Linked DNA regions of Mus musculus: region 2 is linked to region 1. A link is a contact called in public HiChIP or PLAC-seq data. All regions are on one chromosome and are shown on one strand. Each heading gives the region's core, a stretch centred on a gene start, on an enhancer-like site or on the middle of the called end of the contact. The rest is flanking DNA. Distances are from core to core; before and after follow the strand shown.

Evidence for each region. HiChIP or PLAC-seq counts read pairs in DNA pulled down with a chosen protein or histone mark.
Region 2: an HNF4G HiChIP or PLAC-seq map of pancreatic cancer cells shows a contact between it and region 1. The contact joins two enhancer-like sites. A contact is called at or near these places in 1 of 39 promoter capture datasets (hippocampal neurons) and 1 of 115 datasets of contacts at active chromatin or transcription factors (pancreatic cancer cells).

The regions. Positions count from the first base shown.
Region 1 is chr6:113,641,820-113,645,848 of GRCm38.p6, reverse strand. All of the region lies in intron 1 of Irak2 (interleukin-1 receptor-associated kinase 2), which reads right to left. Among named protein-coding and RNA genes, the nearest start is that of Irak2, 5.4 kb to the right of the region's middle. Within about 2 kb of position 2,623, at least 38 of the 459 cell types and tissues checked have an H3K27ac peak or open chromatin away from gene starts, as enhancers often do. A contact at or near this core is called in pancreatic cancer cells, where this site is marked.
Region 2 is chr6:114,346,363-114,350,831 of GRCm38.p6, reverse strand. No RefSeq gene overlaps it. Among named protein-coding and RNA genes, the nearest start is that of Gm38875, 49 kb to the left of the region's middle. Within about 2 kb of position 2,846, at least 43 of the 459 cell types and tissues checked have an H3K27ac peak or open chromatin away from gene starts, as enhancers often do. A contact at or near this core is called in pancreatic cancer cells, where this site is marked.

The DNA.
Region 1 (4,029 bases), core at 1,374-3,873:
TGTTTGTTTGTTTGAGATAGGGTCTCACTATGTAGAACAAGCTGGCCTTGACCTCTCGGGAATCTGCCTTTCTCTACCTCCCAAGTTCTAGAATTAAAGGTATGAGCCACCACACCCAGCTTTGCCACTGAGTTTATTAACATAGGAAAGCATTAAAGAGAGAGAATGATTAGAACACCAGTTGGCTTGTGCAGGAGACCCTCAGCCCCGTTCCCAGTACAGCCAAGCAAAACCGAACAAAAGTGAGGAATTAAAAAAAAAATCAAGCCTTGGTGCCAATAATTCAAAAATCACAGAACAGGAATATGTGGAACACAAAGTCAAGTGACTGAGGGACTAGGAGTGAACTCGGTTGGTGTCGTGCTTGCCTCCCATGCACGCATGAGGCTCTGGGTTCGAGTCCCAGCACCGGCAAAGGAAAATGCCACTAAGCATTAAACACAAGACCAAGATGAGTTCTAGACAAAACAGCCAAATCCAGAACGCCACAGAACTTTTCTGTTTGGAATATGAGCTTGGGTGGACGAAGCCGAGAGCAGGGAGGCCAGAGATAAAGCTAAGAACTCTGTAGAACTATGGAAGACACTCAGAGCCCGGATAAACACAGTGGCCCATGCACGGTCGGTCCCCTCTGGATAAATGAGGAAAGACCATGAGGTTCTCCCACAGAGAACGCTGCCAGAGAAGCGTCCTGTAGGGACGGAAAGTTCCAGAGTTATGGTTTTAGTCACTGGAAACTCCACATCAGATTCCTAGCCAGCAGGAAGTGACTTAAGCAGGCCCAGGGTCCCCTTCCAATTGTTCACAAGGGGCAAAGAGGAACGTGTGACGTCATACCAAAGCTAGCCCAGCAAGGACACTGGTGTTAGTGGGGCTCCGTCAAGAGTACTAGCCAGAGCTTTGAGCTTCTGTGAATTTCAGTTTCCTCCCAGGAGAAACAGGAAGTGAACTTTGAAAAGAAATAGTTTAGTTTGCCAAAGCCGATTGTCTTTTAGGGTACAGATCCTTCTGCACTGCGCCCAGGAGTAGGACAAGCAGAGACGGAGGGAGAGACGACTCAGTCACTGCCAAGGGCTCCGATGAGGGCATAGCTCTTATTAATCTGGTCATGATGAAAAAGAGAAAAATCAAAGTCCTACCTAGCAGACTCAAGGAAACCACTGACTGCATCCAGGCAGTCAATCTTCCAGACTTTCCACCGGTGTGAACACTACTCTTCGGAACTGGTGTCCCACAAAAGGCCCTATGCTAACGGCGTGGTCCCAGCTTGGTTCCTGGAGGGGTGGGAGCTTTAAGAGATGAGACCCAGGGAGAGTCTCCCAAGTACTCAGAGACGTGCCCTCAGTGGGTATGGGAGTCCAGCGCCTTCCATAAAGAGGCTTTGCCATGAGACACTGCCACAGACACAAAGCAGAATCAAGAGACTACACGCTAAAATCTCTCCAATTGTGCTCTCCTCTTGCTAAGGCAATCGATTCCTGAGGGTGTCTGTCACAGTGCCTGAGAGCTGACAGACACAGCATGTGAGCAGCCCTGGTTCAAATCCTCCCAGGCACTTCCTTGCTGTGCATTTAGCAAAGGCCTGTCAGCTCTCCCAGAGCCTCAGTTTCCTTTTGGACCTCATGGGTGGCTATGTGGGCTAGGTGAACTCTATACACTGGGAGACTTGAGCTAGTGTTTGGCAATGTGTTATGTCCACAGAGAAACCATTGCTTCATGCTGATTCCCGAATCGTGGGGAAAGTCTACCTATCCTTACAGTCCTGCAGAACAGGACAGCCCACCTTCCCAGAATGACCCTCCTAAGGGTCATCTGCCTCTCCCCTCACTGGCCAAACTCTTTCCAGTATGGCAAGGGAAACCACTGTGTTCCTTCAGCCTCTTACAGATGAATGGCTCAGAGACACACAGTCACTTGCCTGAAGTCACACAGCTAGGCAGTGTACAAAGGCTGGAGTGCACTGGTGAGCAAGAAAGAGAGTGGTCCAGCTAAGGGGCTCCTGCAGGGGTGTCTGTGCACACTCCCAGGTAGATGAAACTTAAGAACCCCATTGTAGCCAGGCGGTGGTAGCGCACGCCTTTAATCCCAGCACTTGGGAGGCAGAGTCAGGCAGATTTCTGAGTTCGAGGACAGCCTGGTCTACAAAGTGAGTTCCAGGATAGCCAGGGCTATACAGAGAAACCCTGTCTCGAAAAAAACCAAAAACCAAACAAAACAAAATCAAACAAAACAAAACAAAAAGAACCCCATTGTACACAGACTCAGACAGATACTACAAGTCTTTGCCCCAGGAGCAAATGAGCGCAGAGAAACAAAGGCAGAAGTCTACCTGCTGATCCAAAGGAAGATTCATAGCTGTGGCTGTGGGCTTTTACAATCACTTTAGACGCTTTAGATCTTTCCATACTCCCACATGATCTCTGCCAGGATTCCAGCACAAGATCACCTTCTTTAGACTAGCTCAACAGCCAAGACTTTGGAGAGCAGGGACTATCACCCGCCTTCTCCCTCCTTTGGGGCACCGAAAACCAGAGTCCTGAGACCAGCTGGCAACTGCATATGGAGGGGCTAGGCTTGGGCTCAGGGCAGCCTCTGGACTGAGAAAACTGCAGCCACCTAAGGGTGACTCACAGGCAAAGAGCAGGAGCCCAAAGGAGGCCAGGGAGGATGAGGTAGGTGTGTATGTTTGTGTGTATGTGTGACGAGAGAGAGAGAGAGAGAGAGAGAGAGAGAGAGAGAGAGAGAGAGAGAGAGAGAGAGCAAAACAGAAACAGAGAGAGCAGGCAGGCCTACTAAGGAATTTCCTTGATTTCCTCAACCATCGTGAAGCCTCAGTGGACTCTGGGTAATTCTGCCATGTCCAGGGCTTGCAAACTCAGTGCAGTTCTCAGCAAAGGATATATAAATGGCCAATAAGCAGGAGCCCGAAAGCCTGTCTTACTGCCAAGCTTTAACAAGATAAATAGTAGCCGTCCTTCGGGCATGGGAACCAGGACAGCCCCTCTGGAAAACACGTGGCACCGTGTCCTATAAGAGTGCAGTGCGCACTGTACTCCTCAGCACGCCTAGGTTCACTCCCAAGGGAAATGAAAGCATGTGTCCACACTGACACTTTGACACAAATGTCCTGCAGAGTTTTCATGACTGCCCAAGAACGAGAGGAGCCCAAATGTCCCTCAGTGGAGACATGGAGAAGCAAAAGATTGGACATCCATACACTGGAGTATTACTTGAATATAAAAAAGAAACTGGCCGGGCGTGGTGGCGCACGCCTTTAATCCCAGCACTCGGGAGGCAGAGGCAGGCGGATTTCTGAGTTCGAGGCCAGCCCGGTCTACAAAGTGAGTTCCAGGACAGCCAGGGCTATACAGAGAAACCCTGTCTCAAAAAACCAAAAAAAAAAAAAAAAGAAAAAAAAAAAAGAAAGAAACTGGAAAGCTAGGCAGTGATGGTGCATGCCTTTAATCCCAGCCCATAGGAGGCAGAGGCAGGTGGACCTTTGAGTTCGAGACCAGCCTGGTCTATAGAGGGAGTTCCAGGACAGCCAGAACTACACAGAGAAACCCTGTCTCGAAAACCCAAAAGTTAGAGAGAGACAGAGAGACAGAGACAGAGAGACAGACAGAGACAGAGAGGCAGAGATACTAGAACAAGGAGCACAGCCCTGCATGTGAGAGACCCTGGGTTCTGTTTTCATCACTGGAAAAGGAGGGAGGAGAGTAAATGAGAGAAACTGAAGGGGTGGAAGAGAGACATGAGGGAGGGGACGGAAGGAAGGAAGGGGATACAGAACTCACATTGACTACAACGTGGATGACCCTTTAAGACTTGCTAAATGCTGAAGCCATTCGCAAAGGACAGTGCACGCAGGATGGTCCCACTCACATAAAATGCTACAACAGAAAACACCTAGAGCGGAGGGGGCAGGGGCGGCGGGATGTATGGTGTGCACGTGAGTGTGTGTGAGCACTCACAGAGGTGCTCCTTAAATGTGTGGATTATGTGATGGTTGATAATGGGTTTGTTTGT
Region 2 (4,469 bases), core at 1,597-4,096, 700 kb before region 1:
GTACTCATCTAGGGCAGCGATGAGGCAAGCTAGCTGGGCAGTAAGGCTATTCCTGGGAGCCACGGCCAGGCCAGGGTAGGCAACATTAACCTGCACAAAGAAGGGACAACGAGTCAGATCTGTCTATCACACTGGGTCCAAACAGTGCCCTCAAGTCATCTTCCCCCAATGTCCCCTGTTGCAGGACAAGAACAACAGAAGAAAACTCCAAGCAGACAGAGCTGTCATCCTGGCTATCGCCAGAGTACATTACTCGGTCCAAGTATCTATCATCCAAAGAACACATAGACAGATTGTGTTCTGCTCACACTATTATCCAGGACTGACCCTGGAGGACACAGGGATGGACCCTGGAAGCACTGTGCAGATGAGTACACAGACCTAGACACGAGGTTCTGGCTGTAAGTGGAGCGTGATGGATATGAGCATCTCTCTGAGATGATAAGAAAATGCTGGAATTAGATGGTTTATGACTGTGAATATTATTTTTTAAAACTGCATTATGTGTGTGTTGGGGGGGGGCTAGTTTTATGTTAACTTGACACAGCTAGAGTCATTTTGGAAATGGGAACCTCAATTGAGAAAATGTCCCCACTAGATTGGCCTGTGGGCAAGCCTATGGTGTATTCTCATAATTGATGGGTGAACCCAGTTCACGGAGGGTGGTGCCAGCCCAAGTCCAGTGCTTCTGAGTATATGGGAAAGCAGAATGAGAAAGCCATGAGGAGCAAGCCAATAAGGAGCACTCCTCCATGGCCTCTGCGTCAATGTCTGCCTCCAGGTTCCTCCCTTGAGTGCCTGCTCTGACATCCCTTGTTCCTACAGTATAACCTGCGAGTTGTAAGATGACGTAAACCCCATCCTCCCCAAACTAAGACAGTAGAAAAGGATGATTCTTACATCGATAACTTTTCAACACAGGTGCCATTTTAAAGGATAACCAGGTAAACACACTACTTAGGTTCCCTCCCATGACACATTCCTCTTTAATGCCTACGTGTATCGGTTATTCATTGGAAGCAATGCTGTGTAACAAGCAAGCACAAAACCTCAGTTAGTGAACTGCTAAAAATAAGAAGGTATTTGGCTCGTGAGTCACCTGGGCTTTGATTGGCAGCTCTGAATTTCCGTTAGTCCCACTTTTAATGGTTTCTTTGTTGGTGGAGGAGTAAAGTTTTGGTTGATCTCTGCCAGGACAAAGGAGATGACGTGGCTCTGAACTTAATGAGGTCTCCTCTAACATCGTGGGCATGTTTTCATAGTGAAGGCAATGAACGAGAAAGAGAGAGAGAGAGAGAGAGAAAATACAAATACACCGTGAAAATATACGTTCCCAGGGTTATTCTTCCATTATGTGTATGTGTATGTGCACGTGCATATGTGAAGGTGCATGCAAGCATGTGGGTCTGCCCTATGTGCTGTGACTAGAGGCCAACCTTGAGTGTCCTTCCTCAGGAACCTTCCACCTTTGTTTGATACAGGGTCTCTCCCAGGCCTAGAATTTTTCCCAGTAGGTTAGGCTAGATGGATGGGAAGCTCCAAGGATCTGCTTGCTTCTGCCTCCCATCTCTCTGTCACTGGAATTAGGAGTTCTAAGCACAAGCCACCATGCCCAGCATCTTATGAGGATCCTGGGGATCTTAACTCAGGTCTTCATACTTGTGAATCAAACACTTGACAGACCCACCCATCTCCCCAACTCTGTGCTTGCTAATTTTGCATGGGCCAGAATATCATCACACAGCCAAGTTCAGTGGCTAAGGAAACAGACTGTCATTTTAAGAGGGGAGGAACTCCAAAGCTGCGTGTCAAAAGAAGCATTTTTTAAAATCTGCTTCCATGGATATACAGGTGTGTGCCTGCCTGTGTGATTGCAGCTGTGTCTATGTGTGAGCATGAATGTGCATAGGCATGAATGTGTGCACACGCATACATAACTGCTGTGTGTGCATACATGTGCTTTGTTGTATGTATGAGCAAATCCTAGAAGCTTTTCTGCTTGAGTGCCTGTAGATCTGAACCTTCCTGGGTAAGTGTCTTGTTTAATGGACCAATAAAGTGTACTGCCCTAACCCAGTGGGATTCTAGAATCTTTGGGTCTGTTAAACAAGGTTTTGTAGTCAGGAACCCAATGCAAGAACCAGCTCTGCTACCACCTGGGTGGGCAAGTGACTTCAGACCCAGCCTTCTGACCATGAGGTGGGATCACCACTTCTCAGGTTCCTTTTGAGTGTCCTAGGAAGTGACACACCAGAAGGAGGGACTCGGAGCACACAGTGCACTGGGCTGTGGTTAACTGTGAGACTGAGTGGGGGTGGCTGTGATTTCCCCCTCCTGACTCTTCTCTCTGCCCCACATGCTTGACCCCTTTCCAGAAGCTGAAACTGAAAACTGAAAGCAGCTTCACGTCTCTTAATGTGTTGTCATGGCAACCGCTGGCTCCTGCTCATGGCTCTGTCGCCCCCTCACTGTGGGGCTGGGGTGTGGAGGAGGAGACATGGACTCACCAGAAGTCTCCCTTCTTCTGAAGATGTGGGAGGTCTGGCCCTGTCCTTGTGGCAAACACCCTACTCCTCCCACTGACCTTCAGCCACAGTTCAGGGATACAGGGATGAGCTGTTCAGAGTTCTCTGGGCATCCTTAGCCGCGGTGGATTCCAGGCCTTGGCTCAGAAAGTGGAGTCAGGTCTGAGGCATCTTGGAGGGGGCAATACCTGCGCAGTTTCAAATCTCCCCTCTCCTCTCGGGCGACTAAGGAAGAGGCGCATCCCTGCAAGCACAACCACAGGTGTCTGAGGGTGCCGGAGCTGGAATAACCCAATCACAGACCTGCTGGGGCTGTAATCTGTCACTTCATTTGGTGACTCATGCCTTCACTTACTCACGGATGTGTTTGCTTATCCATTCAATTATAGACTCTTCCGTTCACATTTAAATAACCATGCCTTCCTCTAAGTACTCACTGCTCTGAGCAAACATCCATTACTACCTGAGCTCTGAGAGTCGGGGAGATAATTAAGGTATAGCCTCTGCCGCCCTGTAGGGGTTCCAGGGTGGGGTTTTCTAACTGTAACAAGAAGAGGAGGAGGAAGAGGAGGAAGAGGAGGAAGAGGAGGAGGAGGAGGAGGGAGAGGGAGGGGAGGAAGAGAAGGAAGAGGAGGAAGAGGGAGAGGGAGAATGAGAGGAGGAGGAAGAGGAGGAGGAAGAGGAGGGGGAGGGGGAGGAGGAGAAGGAGGAGGAGGGAGAGGGAGGGGAGGAAGAGGAAGAGGAAGAGGAAGAGGAAGAGGGAGAGGAAGAGGAAGAGGAAGAAGAGGAGATGCCCATGGATAGACTGGTATTTTATTCTTTACAAAAAAACCCAGTACTCTGTAAGAAAAATATTATGTACATAGTGGTACACTGTGGTCTGGGGAAATGTTCAGGTGCTAATATTCACCTCTAGGACTTGAGGGGGTCATTTTTAGGACCACAACAGACACTGCATCCATGGGTGCAGTTCCTCTCCGTGAAATGGTACAGTGCTTGCACAAAGCCCTATGAGGCCAGCAGAGCCCAGTCTCTCTGCCGAGGTGAGACCAGGGGGACTTTAGACTCAGCCACAGAGAGAGTTGAAAGTCAGCCTGGGCTATGATGACCTTGTATCAAACAAACATTTAAATAAGACAATAAGTGAGGTCCTTTTCATCTATGCTCTGGAACACCAAGGTTGCTTGCTGACTGTGACTAGGGCAGAGGCACAGGGCATCACATAGACTGGGAACATATGTATAACCCACCCATTCTCTCCTGAGTAAGCCACTGTCAGAAGTCTTTATCTAGTCCCACCCCCTGTCCTTCTGACCCCTACCTCCAACACAAGGCCATATAAGTTTCCACCCACCCTCTATACCTCACAATAGGGACTAAATCTTAACACCCGAATCCTCAGAGAACACGTTCAAATCATGTCAGCCTTGAATGTCAGGGAAGGTAAAATGTTGGGCTTCCTCACACACAGAGGTGCTCAGAGGAAGAGAGGCTGTAACTTAGCAGGAGACCTGTGGCCAGCTTGGTGTAGAGGGTGAGGAGAGGCGGGAAGGGAAGAGGCACTGGTCTCTGGGTGGAACTGCAAGATGGTGAAGTATTTTCAGAGATAAAACAGTGATGGTGGACTTCAAAGGAGTCCTGGCTCCTGGGTAGGAGGCCAAGCTCAGGGAAGAAGCTGTTAGCTGAGACTGGGAACTTGATTCTGCCCCGACAGCCTCTCTCCATGAAAAGCAGAGGTAGCCAGTTCTCCAAATGGGAGCAGGTGTAACTGGAATTTATGTTCATTAGAAAAGAAGGCTCACTGTGACAGATAGGCAGTCCTAAGAGCAGTGTGGCGTCCACTGCTGGCCCAGTGTCCTCTGAGATCCCGGAGGCTTGAGTTCCCTCCCCTCCCTGAACTCCGACCTGTGAAGATGTACCTCTTGGTCATGCACATTGCTGTTA